Linked DNA regions of Mus musculus: regions 2 and 3 are each linked to region 1. Evidence: chromatin contacts called from public ChIA-PET data. All regions are on one chromosome and are shown on one strand. The core of a region is the stretch at or near the end of the contact, and the rest is flanking DNA. Distances in the headings are between cores, read along the strand shown.

The links. ChIA-PET counts read pairs in DNA pulled down with a chosen protein or histone mark.
Region 2: an RNA polymerase II ChIA-PET map of CD8 T cells shows a contact between it and region 1, with 4 times the contacts expected there. The contact joins two enhancer-like sites. A contact is called at or near these places in 1 of 15 datasets of contacts at CTCF or cohesin (large pre-B cells), 11 of 484 Hi-C or Micro-C datasets (CD4 T cells, the HPC-7 cell line, bone marrow-derived macrophages and 4 more), 22 of 115 datasets of contacts at active chromatin or transcription factors (CD8 T cells, the HPC-7 cell line, T-cell acute lymphoblastic leukemia and 13 more) and 3 of 9 other capture datasets (adipose tissue, liver and pancreatic islet).
Region 3: a contact with region 1 is called in an RNA polymerase II ChIA-PET map of memory CD8 T cells, with 9 read pairs. The contact joins two enhancer-like sites. A contact is called at or near these places in 13 of 115 datasets of contacts at active chromatin or transcription factors (the HPC-7 cell line, bone marrow-derived macrophages, craniofacial prominence and 7 more) and 3 of 9 other capture datasets (adipose tissue, liver and pancreatic islet).

Annotation. Positions count from the first base shown.
Region 1 is chr16:94,064,748-94,068,816 of GRCm38.p6, reverse strand. All of the region lies in intron 1 of Gm31175 (a long non-coding RNA gene), which reads left to right. Among named protein-coding and RNA genes, the nearest start is that of Gm31175, 18 kb to the left of the region's middle. Within about 2 kb of position 2,371, at least 58 of the 459 cell types and tissues checked have an H3K27ac peak or open chromatin away from gene starts, as enhancers often do. A contact at or near this core is called in CD8 T cells and memory CD8 T cells, where this site is marked.
Region 2 is chr16:94,257,131-94,261,199 of GRCm38.p6, reverse strand. The region is part of intron 5 of Hlcs (holocarboxylase synthetase (biotin- [propriony-Coenzyme A-carboxylase (ATP-hydrolysing)] ligase)); the gene reads left to right. Among named protein-coding and RNA genes, the nearest start is that of Hlcs, 31 kb to the left of the region's middle. Within about 2 kb of position 2,254, at least 11 of the 459 cell types and tissues checked have an H3K27ac peak or open chromatin away from gene starts, as enhancers often do. A contact at or near this core is called in CD8 T cells, where this site is marked.
Region 3 is chr16:94,220,691-94,224,759 of GRCm38.p6, reverse strand. All of the region lies in intron 6 of Hlcs (holocarboxylase synthetase (biotin- [propriony-Coenzyme A-carboxylase (ATP-hydrolysing)] ligase)), which reads left to right. Among named protein-coding and RNA genes, the nearest start is that of Hlcs, 68 kb to the left of the region's middle. Within about 2 kb of position 1,864, at least 99 of the 459 cell types and tissues checked have an H3K27ac peak or open chromatin away from gene starts, as enhancers often do. A contact at or near this core is called in memory CD8 T cells, where this site is marked.

The DNA of each region.
Region 1 (4,069 bases), core at 1,122-3,621:
GCCCCTCAACCTTGACACACATATCTGTTCAGATTGCTTCTGTGTGAGTCCAGCACCTTGTACAGGAATGCATGATGGAGCTGGAAAGATGGCTACAAGGTTAAGAACACTTGCTGCTCTTGCAGAGGTCTGGAGGCTGATTCCCAGAACGCAGGTGGCAGCTCACAACTGTCTCTAACTCCAGTCCTGGAGGACCTGGCTTCCTCTTCTGACCTCCCCAGGAATCAGGCACACTCACGCACTTAGGAAATAAATTTTAAAATAATATAAAATGCACTGTGGACTTCCAGCTCAGCTGCAAGTTTCTACTTACAACCTCCCTTTAGATTTATTTTACATTACCCCTATGAGTGTTTTGCCTGTGTGTATTTGTGGTACATGCCTGGTGTTCAAGAAGGCCAGAAGAGGGCGCCAGATCTCAAAGAACTGTAGTTATCAATAGTTGTGAGCTGCCATTTGGTGCTGGGAACCCAGCCCAGGTCCTCTACAAGAACAGCAAATGTCTTAGTCACTGAGCCATCTCTCCAACTTCTCCTCCCCTCCCTTCTGTTACCCTGACTCCTCCTCACTTGAGCTCTGCCTTAAGACACAGTGGGGAATAGTCCAGAATAAAGGTGTGAGGTCCTTATTCCAAAGACAGGAGAAAATAGCCTTGCAGATCCTAAAAGACAAGACCTTTTCTTTCTTGCTTATTCTGAAGTTTCTCTACGTATCTTAGCAGGGGAGCTTTCTGTCTGTGGTTTGAGATGTGAGCTCTCAGCGGCTGCTCTAGGCGCCTGCCACCTCCGCTCCAACACCATTTATTCTCCAGAAGCAAAACCCAAATAAACCCTTCTTCTCTCAGGCCTTGGTTACGGTGTTTTACCACAGGAAGGTGATTGACAGATGAAGCCTTCAATTACCCACACTGTACTTGTGTTAGATCAATACACTGGATCCCACCCAATCCAAAACCACACTTAGTATCTTCACCTTAAAAAGATTTGTTTCATGTTCAGACTGATGCTGCTTCCTCCTCTCTGGGGGTCAGATGCTGCCGGGCCTCAGTGCCTAGCCTGGGCTGCCCATTTTCTGACAGCCGCCCAAGTTCTCAGTTCTACACCTTCAGCACCAAGAAACTGGAACTGTTTCCTGGGACTGATGGGAAGAAATGACTACAGACTGGAAGGCTTATAGCTAAGAGAAAGGACCTCCCTTGGATTCCTGAGGCTACCGAGGAAACCTGGGCTAAGCATCTCAGCAGGGCACAGCAGGCTCCCCCCCACCCCCAGTCCTTTTCATCTTTGACCCCAGGCAAGCCTTGGTCTCGGACTCCCTGTCACGTGATGCATGGCTCTTTGTCCTCACCCTTCTTACCACAACAGTTGCTGCTGCAGAGAACACCCCAGATCTAGGATGACTTCACCCCAAGATGTATTCACTAAAGATCATTTTTCTGACGTTCAGAGAAGATGTCTTTTGAGTTAGTCAGTCGGCTGGCTAACAAGGAGAATATTGAAAAGTGAGCCCAGATTCTCATCTCTCAGTGGTTTTCTGTTTGTTTTTCAACTTTGGGCAGGAAACCCACATAGGCTATGAAGTTCATATCTCTGAAGTTCCTTTTTCTTTTCATTCCAAGAATTTGTACCCCTCTGGGCTGCTCTGCTCTTCCCAAGTCCAAATGCAGTCCTCCCAGCCTCTTAGATGGATACGGCTGGCTCAGTACCCAGTGTCTCCAGCTTGAGCTTGATCTGGATAGTGTTCACAGGGAAGAGAGACTCTAGAGCCAGCTCGGCTTGCTTGTCTATAGCTTCTCTCCAGCAATAGATGTTATTTGGATTGTTCTCTGACGTTGGGCAAGCATCTTTGGCACTTTTCCAGCTTTTCTAGCTGTGTTAGTACACTTGTTCCGATTGGTCTTCACAGACAGACAGAGTCAGAAGAAGTCAGAGACGTCCGTCCTTCTTCTATTCTAAGCAGGAGTGTTCACAGGGACTCCCTCAGGTGTAGTATTTTGGAAACTTTAGATTTTAAGGGAGTGCTAGTTAGGTCCCATCCCCTCCCTTCTCACTGTGTTTGGAAAAGGAGGTTGTGTCTCTGTTGAAATGGTCACTTGGCAAAGGGATACAGCTGAGATGCAAAGGAAGAGAGGGCTTGTGAAACAGAGCAGTCAGCGCCACGCAGAACCTCCAGAACCGCCTTCAGGGTTTAGAGGCAGCGCAGACCAAAAGGGCGCCGTTGTCGTTAGTGCCTTCCGGCTGCCGAGATAAATCACCATGACCAAGGCAGTTTATAAAAGGAAAGGTTCATTTGGCTTCTTGTTCTAGAGAGTCCACCATGGTAGGGAGGCGTGGCCTGCGGGAGCAGGAAGCAGATGGAATGAACTGTAATGCTGAGCTTTTCAGACTCTCCGAGCCAAACTCCAGTGATGACGCACTTCCTCTCATAAGGCGGCACTGTCTAAAGTCTTCCCAAGCAGATCCACCACCAGCTGGAAACCAAGTGTTCAATACGTGAGCCTATGGGAGCATTTCTCGTTCAAACCACCACAGTCGAAGGACAACCGAAAGACTAGCTATTGGCTTGGTCAGCTGAGATGTGAGCACAGGGGCTTCCTTCCTACAGAGGGTGGGGCTTCCTTCCTACAGAGGGTGGGGCGTCCTACAGAGGGAGGAGCTTCCCACAGAGGGGCATTGAGCACAGGAGCTTCCTACAGGGGCAGTGAGCACTGGGGCTTCCTACAGAGGGGCAGTGTGCTACACCTTTACTTTGTACAGACCTCAGGCTCTCTGATGCTGGTGGCGTTACGAGCCGATTTTACAGATTGACAAAAGTGAAACCCAGGGAAGTTAATTAACCCTCCAGTCCGTTTCAAGGTACAGCCTTTAAAGAGTAGCCCAGGGTGATCTTGAACTTGCTGTGTGACCAAACAATGACCTTGATTTTTTTTTTTTTTAGACAGAGTTTCTCCATGTAGCTCTGGCTGTACTGGAACTGGCTCTGTAGACCAGGCTGGGATTAAAGGCATGCACTATCACACCAAGTGACCTTGAACATCTGCCCTGCCTCTACCTGCTGGGCGGGCTCCATGTTACTACTCCCTGTGCACATAGTGCTGGGAAGGAACCCCAGGCTTGTGTATGTTAGGAAGCCCCCTTTACCAGCTGAGCTTTGGTTAACTAGAACGAGCCTCCTAGGGCTGGAGAGCTGGCTCCGAGGTTAAGAGCACCTCTTCCAGAGGTCCTGAGTTCAATTCCCAGCAACCACATGGTGGCTCACAACCATCTGTAATGAGATCTGATGCCCTCTGCTGGAGTGTCTGAAGAAAGAGACAGTATACTCACATACATAAAATACATAAATCTCATTTTTGTTTTTGTAAAGAAAGGAGCTTCCTAGCTGAGATGACCTTGAACCCAGGTCTTTCTGCCTCTAGTTCCTGAGTGCTGGGTTTGCAGCTTTGGTAGTAGTAGATCCTCTCTAACATCCTAGGATGGGGCCTTTAATTCACTTAATATTCTAGTAAAGCCACATGAAAATTATAAAATTACATTTATTTATTTTATTGTTGTGTATGTGTGAGGATTTGCTCTGTATACATGTATGCTTGCATGAATTTATGTGGACCATTCAATTGCAGGAGCTGAGGAGACCAGACGACAGCATTGAGCAGGTGCCTTGGAACTGGAGTTGCAGACAGTTCCGAGCCACCATGTGAGTGCTGGAAACCAAGTCCAGGTCCCCTGTAAAAGAAACTGCTGTCTCTCAGCTCCCAAGGCCTCCTTCTTAACCAGCAAATGCAAACCGACGAGGGAGTGAACTCTGAGAACCCAATGGATCCTCATTGTGTACTTTCCGATGTAAAGAATCTTTAGAAAAGCATCCTTACCCTGATTCCCAGTTGTTCACACTCCTTCCCATCTGATAATTGACGCTCGTTAATTATTCGTTAGAGAACAAGCAGGAAAGTCCACACCCCGCTGGAGACACCACGCCCTGCTGGCCTACAAGTTCTTCCCTGTCCATCTCCTGAGAATAGAAATACTCTCTCACGTAACCTCAGAATGATTACGAAAATTAGGAAATTTAT
Region 2 (4,069 bases), core at 1,005-3,504, 190 kb before region 1:
ACTGTGGAAAGGGGAGACGCTGCCTTCTGGGTTGGTTGCTGCCCCTGGGCGAGCTTGGTTTGTGTGGATCAGAGCTTGGCATTGTGTGGGTGCACCGTACTGACGGAGAGAGAGACAGATGACGATCCGAGAGGATTGTGTGAGGACCAAAGGAGGCAGCATGGGAGACTTGTGTAAGCACTGCAGTTTAAACGATAATGCAGCGAGTTAATGCAGCGATGGTTGGATTGTTAAGAGGTGTATTGGGTTAAGAAAACATGATGTGCTTAATAAGTTCCCGGAATCTAGGCTAAGAAATGGAAGGAAATGCTTCCAATTGAAAAATTAATATCAACACAGGATGCTCTTTTGTCCTTTAAAAACCATTCTTTTATTACATTTCATTATCTAATTTCTAAACATTTTTTTTTTTTTGAGGCAAGTTTTCACTGGCCCACACCGGCCTGGAACACACTCTGTAGCAGGGGCCACCTTTAAGCCTGCAGGGATCTTCCTGCCTCAGCAGATGTGAGCCACCAAGCCCGGCTCCGCAGTTCGCACCATTTCTAATGCATTAATCATATGGCTTTTGTTTGTGTCTTCATCATAGGAATTCCAACTCCAAGTTACTCATTGCTGTTTCATGTTCAGTTCATATGGCAAAACTTATGACTGTGATTTATGGCATAAAATTACCAAGTAGAGCCAGCAGTCCTCAGAGCTTTAGGTTCTTGTCCGTGTGGGCCAAGGCCACCTGTCTTCAGTGGAATATGACCGTCAGCCTCCTAGGCCCTCTCCTTCCTTCCTCTCCTGAGCATTGAGGATTGAACTGGAGATGGGGTTAAGTGTGTGATCCCTGCAAGCTTGCAGCCTGAGTGGTCAGAGGGCAACGCTGGCTGGCTTGCCCCTGGTCTGCTTGCCCTTTTCCCAGGCCTGACTGTAGGCCTTTTGACCACAGCAGAGAAATGAAGAGGAAAGATAGCCTTGGGTTTTCTTTTCCTGGGAAGGTTCTACTCTTTAGGTAGAACATGTACAGCTAAAATACCTAAGCTGCAGTTTTTTGCCTGAAGAGCAATGGGTATTTAGTCTCTCAGCTCTTGCACTGAGGAGGACACACTGTGGACAAGCTCTGGATGTCTTCGCAATGGGGCCTTACTTGGTGCCCTCAACATCTGCATAAAAAGCTGGATAGGTACAGCAGCCTGCCTGCAGTTGCAGCCTGTGGGGAGTGGAGGTGGGCCTCTCTGCAAGCTGACGAGCCAGATTGTCTAGCTCTGGGCTCAGCAAGAGACCCCGCCTCGGTACATACAGCGGTGAACAAATGAGAGGACGTGTGGCTTCTACACGTGACCACACACATGTTCTACACGTGTCCACACACATGTACACTCACTTGCACACATGTGTGTGCAGACACGCAGATAGAGTGAATTCGACTCTTTAAAATGTCCAGTGGCAGCCAGTGGCAGTGGGGGTGGCATTTGCTGGCTGGAGGAATGCTAGCTTACCCACTTACGATCCACGGGATGAAGTTCTTGTCAAAGGGGAAAGCCAATGTTTGCTCTGTCTAGCATACACATGTAGTCTTGGCAAGAATAGTTTTGAGATTCTTTCCGGGTCCCGGTCTCCCTCATGGACTTGAGGTCAGCTCTGAGGATGGTCATTCCTCCTGGCTGCTTCATTCTTACTGACTTCTGTTTCACGTTGAGAATTCAGGGCACTGAGCACACATGTGACCGTGGTGTGTCTTTGTTGATGTTATTTCTCAACGCTCTGATCAGAGGTCAGGGTTTTTTCCTTTTCTAGTACTGATCAAGTGTTGTGTTTTCTTGGAGCAAAAGTTCTCCAAACTATTTGAAAATAGAAACAGTAAGAGGTGGGTTTTTTTGGGCGGAGGGCGGGGGGCAGACAGAAGATTCGCCCTGCCCTTGTCCCGATGCTGAGGCTGCCACTTCAAGTTCCTGTGCAGCTCAGTTTATAAACCCAAGAGGCAATTTGATTTTCCTTCCTGCATCTGTGCACAGTAGGTCTCACTGACCTCTCTTCCTGCATCTGTGCACAGTAGGTCTCACTGACCTCTCTTCATACATCTGTGCACAGTAGGTCTCACTGACCTCTCTTCCTGCATCTGTGCACAGTAGGTCTCATTGACCTCTCTTGGATGAAAGGTACAGGAGGAGGATCCTGGCCTTTCCCATCCATTGGACCTGCCGCATGCCTTAGGAGTTTGTGCAGACTTCCTGCTTCCTGTAAAGCTCTCTGCTCATGGAAACCCACGCTCTCACCACATGATGTCGCTGCTGAGCTAGGCAACTTGAGTTACAAACCCCCTCTAACTGTAACTGTTCAGAAATTTAATTTATTCTCCATATATCAGTGTCACATAGTGTAATTTGGACATTTTCTACTATATTGGTGGCACTTTCTTTTGGGTCTGTAGAAGTCATTTCAATGCCACAGTTCATAAAATCCATCCATTCATTCAACATTTATTCAATATTAAGTCCCGTTCTAGTACAAGACGTGAAAGAACAAAATAAATAGAGAAATTATCTAAATACCTCCACTGAGGAGCAGCTGTGTTTACTCAGCGTTGAGCCCTGACGCTGCTCTTGACGGCAAGAAGCTCGCAAGATTTATGACATCCCCTCCACCCCATGTTTCTGTGTCACCCACCGTGATACAAAGAGAAACTGGGGACCCTTGGTGTCCGCTATTTGCTGAGAATTCCCTTCCTACCTGAACACCAAGACCTGCATTGGACCACCTTAGTAAAGCCCCACCATGGTGACTGGTGAGACCACTGGGAAGGCAGGGCAAAGCAGGGCTCTGCTGAGGGGCGGCTCCCTTGCCACGCTGCCTTCCTTCCGACATGGGTCTTTACATCTGATCCATCCTCCCAGGGACAGGTGGAAGGTCAGGCCTGCAGCTGAGGCCAGTATATTGAAAACCAACAACACCGCATGCTGTGTACCTGGGTCCACTAAAAGAAGACTGGAAGAGCCACGGTGTGTAGACATATGCACATGTATACGCACACACAATACACATACGTATACACACATGCACACACAAGCACATGCACACACATGTACACACAAAAACATATACACGTGTATACACATACGTATACACACATGCACACACAAGCACATGCACACACATGTACACACAAAAACATACACGTGTATACACATACACATATGCACGTGTACATGTATACACATACACATACATATACATATACATACATGCACAAACAAACATATACATACACAAACACATATACACACACAAACACACTTATATACAAACATACACACATGTACAAATGCATATATATGTGTGTGTGTATATATATATACATATACATATACATATACATATACATATATATATATATATATACATACATACATACATACACATTCTGGTGGTAAGCTTAATGTAATTTAATAACACTTCAAAGTTTTCTTTATATTTTTCAAAATTGTCTATGATAGATGTATGTTACTTTCATATTGAGCCAAGCTAGTTATTAATAAGTAAAAAAACAAGCTAGTGTGTCATCAACTTTGGAAGCCTCTCACATGTACTTAAAACCTGATTGTTTGGACTCTGACACTTGGTTGAAATTTGACATCTGACTTAATTATTGGGAGCAGTCATCCTCAATCTGGGTAGCAAATATCCTCCATATCAGATATTTATATTTTGATTCATGACAGTAGCAAAACTTCAGTTATAAAGCGGCATTGAGATAATTTTATGGTTGGGGGTCACCAGAGCATGAGGAACTATACTAAAGGGTCGCAGCATTGGGAGGGTTGGGAACCGCTGGTTTAGGGGGTGTAGCGTTGCCAGTGGGCTGTTTGACTCCTGTGAGTGGCATGTCACAGTCATGGCTGCCCGGCTTACTAGTGAGCTCCAGGGTTGGTGTGTGGGTGCCTCACTGGTGCTCACCCGTGTGAGCAGAAGGCGTTGCTGGACTAGTCACGACTGGAGCCCTGTTCCTGCTGGGGTGACCCAGAACCCTCCGCACTACTTCTCCATGAATAAACCCATACAGGGGCCAGCGAAGGTCAGGCTG
Region 3 (4,069 bases), core at 615-3,114, 160 kb before region 1:
CACACACCTGTAACCACAGTGCAGGTAGTTCAGGATCACAGTTACATGGTGAGTTTAAGGCTAGCCTGTCTCATATGAAGCAAAGAAAGAAGTAAAAAGAAAGAAAAAAAAAAAGAGAGAGAGAGAAACAGCCAAGGGCTGGAGAGATGGCTCAGAGGTTAAGAGCACTGACTGCTCTTCCAGAGGTCCTGAGTTCAATTCCCAGCAACCACATGGTGGCTCACAACCATCTATAATGGGATCCGATGCCACCTTCTGGTGTGTCTGAAGACTGCGACAGTGTAATCACATGGAATAAATAAATCTTTAATAAAGAGAAACAGCCAATAAGGGAATCAATCTGGAGGACGTGGTTAAAACCTCATCCTTGTAGCTCACGCTCATCTTAGAGAAAGAAGCTATAGAGGCGGCTGCCATTTACAAGTGACCTGAACCCCTCTGGTGGCTGGAAGTGTTTTATCTGGAGTCTATAGGGTACAGACAAGTTAGCCCATAGTAACAGAGCCATGACCTGACCTGGGCCAACCCGGATATGCTCACTAGACATCTGGCTATGTCCTGGCAAGTCAGCCAGGGATGTTTGGCTACTGGGGCCCAGGCCAGATCTCATGACTTCCCATGAGTTGTGAAAATGTCAGGTTCGTCGGTGCCTGTTCATGCCACTAGGAAAGGTAGCTGTGTGCTCGGCCCTTTGCAGGGAGGGCATGTGGTGTGAAGGTGGAAGGTTGGTCGGCAGTCGTTTAATCTGTTTGTCTGTAACCAAGATGATCGCATTCCTTTCTTGGAGAGTACACACAGCCAGCCATTGATGTGGAAACTGAGAAAAAGCAAGACTCGGAATATTTAGAGTTTTTCTTTAATGCTTAACATGATTTCTGACCAGCATGAGATCCGGTTGTACTTCTGGTCCTAGGTGGACACATCACTGGGTGGCGAGCCTAAGACTACTCCCCGAGAAGGCTGTGAGCCTACAGCCAGGGGAGGCTGTGAGTAGGTCTACAGGTCTGGTGCAGTCAGACACATGTGATAAGAAAAACTTCTCAAACGTTGGTTTAGGGGTTAACACGAGTCCTAATTAGGAACAGTTTAGACAGGTTTAGAATGGCGTGTTCACGAGTGTGTTCTCGGAGGTGTGACCACTCACTCACCTGTGTCCACGTAGTATGGAGACAGAGGCTGAGCAGTGGGTGGGTTTACAAATGCATTGTATTAAAACCCTGTAAATGTGTAAAGAAAAAATAACTGTAATATCGTGTTGGGTAATGAAGCAGCTATTTCCCCTGTTTGTTAGGTCGCCTCTCCTCACTTCCTCTTTCCTGAGTTTGTTTTAAGGCTTATTTACAACCTTTGTTTTTCTTTCAAATAAAACACCTGTTTTGGAGCAAGAGCTTCATGGTTCTCACCTGCCCCTTACCAGGTTCTTATACGCGGGCACACCTCGGGGACAGAGAGGTCTGTTTCTGCATGGAGGGTATTCCGTCACTTGGAGAGCCCAAAGCCACATACTTTCTGCGTTGCACAAGAAGTCATTCATCATTTTCAGTTTAGACAAAATGCTAACACTCCCCGAAGAGTATTCAAATTAGCAAGGAGAAGGGTGAGGTCAGTGGCTGGTAGAGGAGCTTCTCCTAGGCCGTGGGAAGGGCATGGGGAGCAGGAAGAGTCCAGAGAGGATGGGAGCCTAGTCCTGCCTGTGGGTTCCAGAGGTCACCGGAATGGTAATGGAGTTTTCACAGTTTGGAGCTGGAGAATGTGTGTGTATGTGTGCAGCGTTTACCCAAAACCGAAAGTGCCTGGTGGGGCAGGTGGCCATGTTAACAGCCTGGAAACCTTGGGCTACTTTTAACAGCCTGGGGTGCAAAGTGACTCTCTCAGCCTGTCTGGGCCAGCTTCCTTGTTTGTAAGGTGAGAGGGCTATGCTGTATCTGTGGCTTAAGAATGTCTAATATTGCAATTCTTTCTTTTTATTCTTTTCTCATATATCACATCCCAACCACAGTTCTCCCTCCCACCCCATGCCTCCCCGTCTCTTCCTCCCCACCTCTGCCTCTCCTCAGAAAAGATCAGGTCTCCCAGGGACATCAACCCACCAGAGTCATTACAGTAAGACCTAGCACATATCATTACGTCTAGGCTGGACAAGGCAGCCAGTAGGAGGAAAAGGGTCCTACAAGTAGGCAAAAGAGTCAGGGACAGCCCCACCCCCACTGTTAGGAGCTTATTTTGTTTGTTTTTTTGTTTTTTGTTTTGTTTTTGTTTTTTGTTTTTGTTTTTCGAGACAGGGTTTCTCTGTGTAGCCCTGGCTGTCCTGGAATTCACTTTGTCGACCAGGCTGGCCTCGAACTCAGAAATCCGCCTGCCTCTGCCTCCCGAGTGCTGGGAAGGAGCTTATTTTTTTAAGTAATAAACTCCTTCTCAAATGAGGTAAATACAGGAATCTACATACAAGTAGCCACAGGGGCTTTCCCAGCCTTAGGGCTTGCATGGAGGCTGGACAGGAAGGTACCTGAAGTCCTTCAGGCTGGGATACTCCCTTGCTGGCTGACTTCTTTTATTTTGAGCTCTCACGTTCTCTCCTTTAAGCCCTTTATGCCTCCTGGAGGTGCTGTTCAGTCGGAAGGTAAACTCGCTTTTCCCTGCGGATGTTCCATGCCACGGGAGAGTCTTATTCACAGCACACGGTGTCATGCGAAGTTCTCGACTTCTCCAGGGTTGCCCTAGGGACGGATGGCCAGAACTCCCTCTGGCACCCAGGGAAATCTGCGTGGGCCCCGTGGCCCTCTCATACTAAGTAGCCACTGTCGTGGGTGGAAGTGGGGAGCAGTTGTCTGGGTGAATGTTTAAATGCTTCCCCTGGAAGGAACTGTGTCCTGGGGTCACTTCCAAGCCAAACAGCCAGACTTTGGGGGAGCTGGGATGGCCCAGTGTGGTAGTACCCACCTGCCATCTCAGCTTTTGGGAGGCAGAGGCTGGAAGATTGGGAACCCAAGGCTGTCTTCAAGTGTGTAGTAGATTCCAAGACCAGCTTGGAATATGTGAAGCCCTGTCTGAATACTGGTTAAATAACTGGTTGGCTGTTTAAGTCAGTAACTCCATGGACTGCAGAGGAGTTGGTGGCACTGCAGTAAGAACTCAGCTGCCCTGGGAGCCGCCCCGGCCCACAGAGCCATCTGGAGGCTTGAGAGGCCCAGGACGGTGGAGGGAGGGGAAAGTTCAGCAGAGGGGGAGGACGCTGTCTCAGGTGAGGTCTTACTAACATTTTAGACCTTAGAGTTCCTTCCAAGCTTGTTTGGCTGGTCAGCAGGTAACACCTAGGCTCTGCCTGGCCCCATGAGGGAGGGTCCTTATGCTTGGAACGAGGTGCAGAGTGCGAGGTAGAAGCTTATGCAAGTTCTGCCTTCTCCCTTTTCTGGAGCTTTTAATCCTCTCTCCTTCGTTTAGTGTCCTCTCCACTTTTGAAAACAATCCATGGAGCTTTGTCATCTCAAACGAACCAAACAAGATATAATCTGACTTTTAGCTTTCCTCGATATCTGTAGAGGAGATCCAAGATGCTTGGGTGTTGTGATCCGCGACTGTGAATCTCAGGCGAGAACCTGCACTCCTGCGGGAGGCCCGTAGAATGCTTGCACAGCCCTTATTTTGGGCCCTTTTTTCCTCCTTTCACCGGTGGCTGCCAACCTTAGGGGCATTTGTGGAAGTGAGGGCATCTCCCATGCCCCGCATCAGGTGGACAGTGTTTTCCAGACCCATTTTCTCTTAGATCTGAAAGGCCAGCCACCCACTGCAGTCCGCCTGTGCCCCATTGCGTCTGAACAGCCACAACGAGTCTCTCCTGTCACAGGCTCAGTTAACAGTTACTGACCTCATGCCAGCTCCATCTCTCTGAATGGAAATTATAGACTCACCTCATTCCACAGTGGAAATCTGACTGTGACTCTAAATAGAAAAAACACTTAGTCCTCCCTGTCCCAAGTGCTTGGCTGTGTCTCTGTTGGTTTGACTACTGTTGATTGCCGTTATGGACTTTCTTGTCCCATATAGTTTGTTTTCTAAGCCTCCCCGTCCT